Regions from separate parts of the Gasterosteus aculeatus genome. Here region 1 is linked to region 2. A link is a contact called in public Hi-C data. All regions are on one chromosome and are shown on one strand. Each heading gives the region's core, a stretch centred on a gene start, on an enhancer-like site or on the middle of the called end of the contact. The rest is flanking DNA. Distances are from core to core; before and after follow the strand shown. Region 1 overlaps fut8b (fucosyltransferase 8b (alpha (1,6) fucosyltransferase)). Region 2 holds the start of fut8b (fucosyltransferase 8b (alpha (1,6) fucosyltransferase)).

The links. Hi-C and Micro-C count contacts between places; a contact is called where the count stands out from the background.
Region 1: a Hi-C map of liver shows a contact between it and region 2, with 1.7 times the contacts expected there. The contact joins the enhancer-like site here to the promoter of fut8b in region 2. A contact is called at or near these places in 2 of 6 Hi-C or Micro-C datasets (liver and whole body).

Annotation. Positions count from the first base shown.
Region 1 is chr18:8,495,540-8,498,239 of fGasAcu3.hap1.1, forward strand. The region is part of intron 2 of fut8b (fucosyltransferase 8b (alpha (1,6) fucosyltransferase)); the gene reads left to right. Among protein-coding and RNA genes, the nearest start is that of fut8b, 40 kb to the left of the region's middle. Within about 2 kb of position 1,337, at least 2 of the 9 cell types and tissues checked have open chromatin away from gene starts, as enhancers often do. A contact at or near this core is called in liver, where this site is marked.
Region 2 is chr18:8,454,999-8,457,698 of fGasAcu3.hap1.1, forward strand. It overlaps fut8b (fucosyltransferase 8b (alpha (1,6) fucosyltransferase)), which reads left to right and starts at 1,415. Exons shown (of 10, transcript XM_040160709.2): 1 at 1,415-1,656.

The DNA.
Region 1 (2,700 bases), core at 87-2,586, 40 kb after region 2:
TTCTGCAGTTCCGGGCTGAGAAGATTCGCTGAATGTTGCAGAAAAGACGGAACCCGTTTTCCCTTCCCGCTGACATTAGATCGTAAAGGTTTCATCCGAAGCACCCTACATTTTTTTTATGATTCCATCCTTTTGTGTTGAGAATCCCACGACGTTGGGAGTGCTTTATAGTACAGAGGGGGGATTTAACCACACACATTCATCAAATACCTGAAGGGATCTTGTTTACATTTTCTCGTTCAGGCTGATGCAGTTGCATGAGATATTGATTTTTAAATAAATTTTTTCTAATCACAAAATGCACTTTTTTCATCACTGAGAGGATGAAGGCACAAAGTAAGTCGACCTGCTGAACATATTCATAGCACACTGCTCATCGGGTTTATCTAGCTCTGCTGAGTGCAAACGTCATGTGCAATCAATCAATCACCACTCTGATTCAAATTACTATCACCTGCCTGGCCTACAGATTCAGTCCAGTGATTCGGTTATTCAGGCCACCCTTAAGTGATTTCAGTGACAGGCAACGCGCCAACCTACCAATCACCCCGCAGCATTAATGAGAGGTGATCGCCAGGTCGAGTTGCTCAGTCTGTCTGGCTCCGCCCTCTCCGCGGCTGTCAGTCACCTCGGGCGCGAAGCCACGGCTCTCGCGGAGACAGTGACACGCGCCGGCCCGGTGGTGTGACATCGGAGGGAGCGAAGGTTGAGAGTGACAGCTGGGCTGAGCGATGAGGACCTGATCGATTTCCCCCCCGCCTCCACCCGGGCATGCCAACATAGGGTTGGAGGGAGGGGAAGGGGAGGCGAATCATGATGGATGGCGTGAGGACTGCGCCAACGGAAATGCAGCAAGCAGGAAAAATGCGGTGGCGGTGGGAGGAGTTGTGAAGGCTGCCGTCGAATGGCCCTGAGATCTCGTGTGGAACCTTTTGCATCTCTGCGTCATTTGGGGCCCTGTGTTGCAAGTAAATCAGATTCATTCAAATTCATTTACAAAACTATAAAAAAACGTACGTACGCAGTTTGGTGCGCTGGAACCGATGTCCACCTGTAAAGTTCTCGAGCAGCATGTTGGATCACTGATTAAACATCAAGTTAAACCCGGATAGTGAAGACAAGAGTCACACTTGTTTCGACCATTTACCTTACTTCCATTACCACGCTGGTGAAAACTATAGACAACACAAAACGTTCGGTAGACATCAACCTTACATTACTGAGGCCCAGCTGGAGAAGGTTGACCACACACACACACACACACACACGCATTAGCCCCGTTGGTGGAGCTGTGGGTTGTCAGCTCATCTCTGTGGAGCAGGGCTCGGGTGGAGCTGGCTCGCCGTGGCCGCGCTGAGGCTTCACTGCAGGCGACGTGGGAATGCACCGCGCCGAATCGCTTTACTCTGAACCGTACCGTTTAGGTCAGTGGCCATAACAGGAAGACTGCAGAGGAAGGCGATGTCAAGGATTACCTGATTAGACACAATGAAGAAACATTTGCATGAACACAACCGACGCACTGTAGCACATGCACAATGCAGTATTGTACAGTCGTGCACGGTGTTAGCGTTTTTTATTGTTCCGACCGGATGTTCCGCCGTGTTTACCCTCATGTTCCCACCGACACGTTCCCGTGGCTTATTAGCTTGACTTATTGGAGTCAAGTGATGTGCTTGAACACAGTTGAGTTCACAGCAACGTTTGGGACGGATCCGTTCCTTCTGCGGCGCGTCCCCGGATGTAGTTGGTGCAGAGCGAGGCGACGTGAAATCAAACGCCCAGTTCAGATTTTTTTTTCTTTTTTTTTTTTTTTAAGGCAAATTGCGTTCACGTAGCCTGCTTTCATCTACGCCTCCCCGAATACTTTACATCTCCATCCATATGCATGGCTTCCCAGGTCAGCGCATCGGGTTTTCTTTGAAGTGGAGCAGATTACATTAAATCGAACAGCAGAAATATGGATGAGTCACAGTGCCACCCGGGCCGCCGACAATCAAACCGCTCCGCCCGGCTCTGATCGCCGTGTGAACTTCACTGGTTACCGGATGAGGGGGGGCGGGAGCCCGTGGAGCAGCCGTACCGCCATTTCAGAGGAAACTGGGTCGCACGCTGATCCTCACCTGCTTCTGTTTTTTTTGGGGGGGGCTCAGTGCTGTGGCTCATCGGGCCCTGCTGCCATAGCTCGTCTTTTAGTCCGCAGTATGTTACAGTTTTAGCAACACTTAAAGCCCCCAGGGAAATGATGTCATAGTCTGCCTGAACAATGGAAGGGTGGGTTAGGGTGTGGCCTGTGGGAGATCGAGTTGATTATTGTTTGAACGGATTGAGCTACGGGAATAGAGGTAATACTCGAGGAGGAAATTGAACTGGGTCTTATTTCAAGAGATCTGGGACAGGAAGGTGGAGTGAGCAGTCACAGGTTTCCCAGAGAGAGGAAGTGTGAACTTTAAGGCAAATGTATCCCCGTGATGCAAAACGTGTGTGAAGGTTTATCTCCGTCGATCATTCCGTTACATAATCATTCCTTTTCCGTAATTTCTCCGCCTGCTCAGTGAGTGCGCCGTTAAGTCGAAGGCCATGGCTCCCCACTGATGGAGGCTTGAACAGAGAGGAGGGTGGGGGGGTATGCAGCAAGACGGGTCGATGCGACTCCTCTTTATGCCTGCCAGCGACTGCTGTTCCTCACTCATGGAGCAA
Region 2 (2,700 bases), core at 165-2,664:
AAAGGTCTACTGAGTCACATTTCCATTTTTTAAATGTCTAACCCCTTGAACATTTGGAGTGCACTGTGGCTTTTACGCCACACGAGAGAGCCACTGCATCATTTTTAGGAGTCCGTTGATCACAGTGGGAAATATGTATGTACCAAACGTAGGTGGTGGTTGTTATTGTGATTCAGCTCCTCGCCGCTGGACTGAGGCCTCTCAGAGGCATGCTGGATATTTACTCAGAGATAGATGGCCAAACAGCACCAAATGAAAAGCCCTGGGGTAATATGAATTTGATTTAGTGTCTCCAGTTGGACTGAAAATGGGGGATAGAAAAACATCCTAATTAACAGAGTGGTCCTTGGCTTCTGATTTCTTTTCTTTAGCTTTGAAAATAACCTGAAGATGAAATGGCTTTTCATCCATTTTCAAATAGATGAAAAGCTAATATTCTTCTCTGACATGAAGAAAAGCAAATGAGACCAGATTAAAATGGATATTGTGAACCAAGGCTGTGAGTTACTGAATAAGCAGGTCTCTGCAGGGAGACTGCTGAGCTCCGGCCTTTACGAGAGGGGTTTATAGTGTGTAGCTGCTGACTAGAAGCTGTGTCCACTCAGGTATGCGGTTTACCAACATAAATGGATGACCATTGCACCAGACCTTTTACAGCAAAGAAATCATCAATCTCTTAAAAAGCTGAGTCATGCAGAGCTGTAAATTGCATCGTGTAACATTAAGACTTCCATTCAGTAGCCCACTCATCCTTTAATTATACTTCAGTAAGACCACTTTGTCATTTGCTCCGGAAAATTGGCGGCGAAAACAAAATGCAGTTGAAGAATATTTTTTTGGGCCATTTGTTGTCAACATTCAAATGTTTTTGTGTATAAGAGTTTAGGGGTTTATTTGGTCACACACTGAGACATCTCAGACATCTGCCATCACCTCAACACAATTTAGACGTGGGATGTTGTCTATGATGGCTAATTAACAAGAAGTTGAATAATAATTTCAAAATGGAAACTTTGCACCTCGTTGTGCCCCTCATCACCCCGGTGGCACCAGACCTGTCTGTCCGATCTGTCTGAGCCCGACTGCAGTACAACAAAATAACGCTGGTGTGCGCACTGCAGCTTCCACTCCACCCGCCTTCCATCCGTAGCCAAGTCAGCCGGTGACAGCCAGAAACACACCGGAAATGAACCCGCCATGCCGTCAAAATAAAACACTCATTCTGCTAGAGAACGAATTTCTGACCTAGTATGTATTGTTCTTAATCTTAAAGGTTGCCTACCGTAATAAAAACATCTGTCATTTCCTCACAGCTACAGCAGTCAAATGCAAATAAATCACTAAATTATAGCTGTTTAAAGGCCGAACCGGTGCGTTGCGAGCTATCCAGTGGCCGCGCAGGCTTTTAATCTGAAGTCAGGACAGGATATGAAATAGCCCCCTCGCCTCCCTTCGGTACGCGCTGACACGCCATCCACCTAGCAGATCCCCACAGAGCCGCCTCGACTGCCGTATTCAGAGATCCCAGCTCCCCCAGTTCCTGTTTCCGCCGCAGGCTTTTTTTTGTTGTTAAGGGAACAGCCATCCTCAGCTGCGCCAGACCGAGTCTCCGCAGCCCCGGTCGGATGCCGCTGGAAGCCGGTATACCATGTCGAGGTAGGCGATACCATCCCCGCCGCGCGGCGGAAACGTTTTTGGTAGCTGCGGTTGCTCGGTTCACAGATTCCCCCTCCCCGCTACGTCGTCGCCCCCCGGCCCTGTTGACTGCGTCGCCGCTGAGACCCCCGGTGACCACAGGGCGCTCGCGGTAGGTTAGGAATCTCTGGTGCCCCGTTACACCGGGTGCCCGTTACTCGGACGCATTCGGTTCGCGGTGTTCCGCCCGGTGAACCTCGCAGCGCCCCTCGCCGCGCTTTCGCCCTTCCGATGGTTATTCTCAGCCGGGCGAAGAGAGTGGAAGTGTTTGAACACTTCCACCTGGTGTCCGTTACCTGCTCCGCGCGGAGTGATGCTGTTTGTTTTCACAGCTAACGGGCATCAACAGGGGCTACAAGCATGTAGCATGCAAGCTAGCTGTCTGCATGGGGTGCGTTTGTTTTGCTTTTTTTTTTTTTTTTTTATATCCAGCAAATTGTGGCCGCATAACTCAAGTTATCACCTTCCGGCGAGGGTGCACTCGCCTTTTAACCCCCACGCGCACACAAACACACGCACACAACGAGGAAATAAGAGACACATGACTCTCGGGGAGGCGCCCTGGCAAGTGTGCGTGTGTCCTCCGGTGTGGACAAAGCAGCTGCCCGTTAGTCCGGCAAAGAGTCCTCGCAGCCGGGCGTGCGTTTCGTTTTGTTGCTCGTCTTGGAAGTGTGTTGCATTTATTTATTTTTATGAATGATTTATAATGCGTCACATTACGTCACATTACGCTCAGTCCGAGCTTCATATTTTTATTGTCACCTCCTCTGGACAGTCGGAGGAAGAAATGGGAGGAGGGGGCACTTTACACAGCGGATGATGATGATGATAGAAGAGGTGGCAGCACAGGCAGACGGTGTATGTGCTTCAGTGTAGCTCATCTAAAAGAGTCTGGCATCCTGGTGCTGGGGGGGTTAGAGGTTCAAACCCCCCACCTCTGTGGAAGATGTGTGTCTGCCTTCACAGACTGTTAAGGATGACATGCAAATGGACAGCTCACACAGC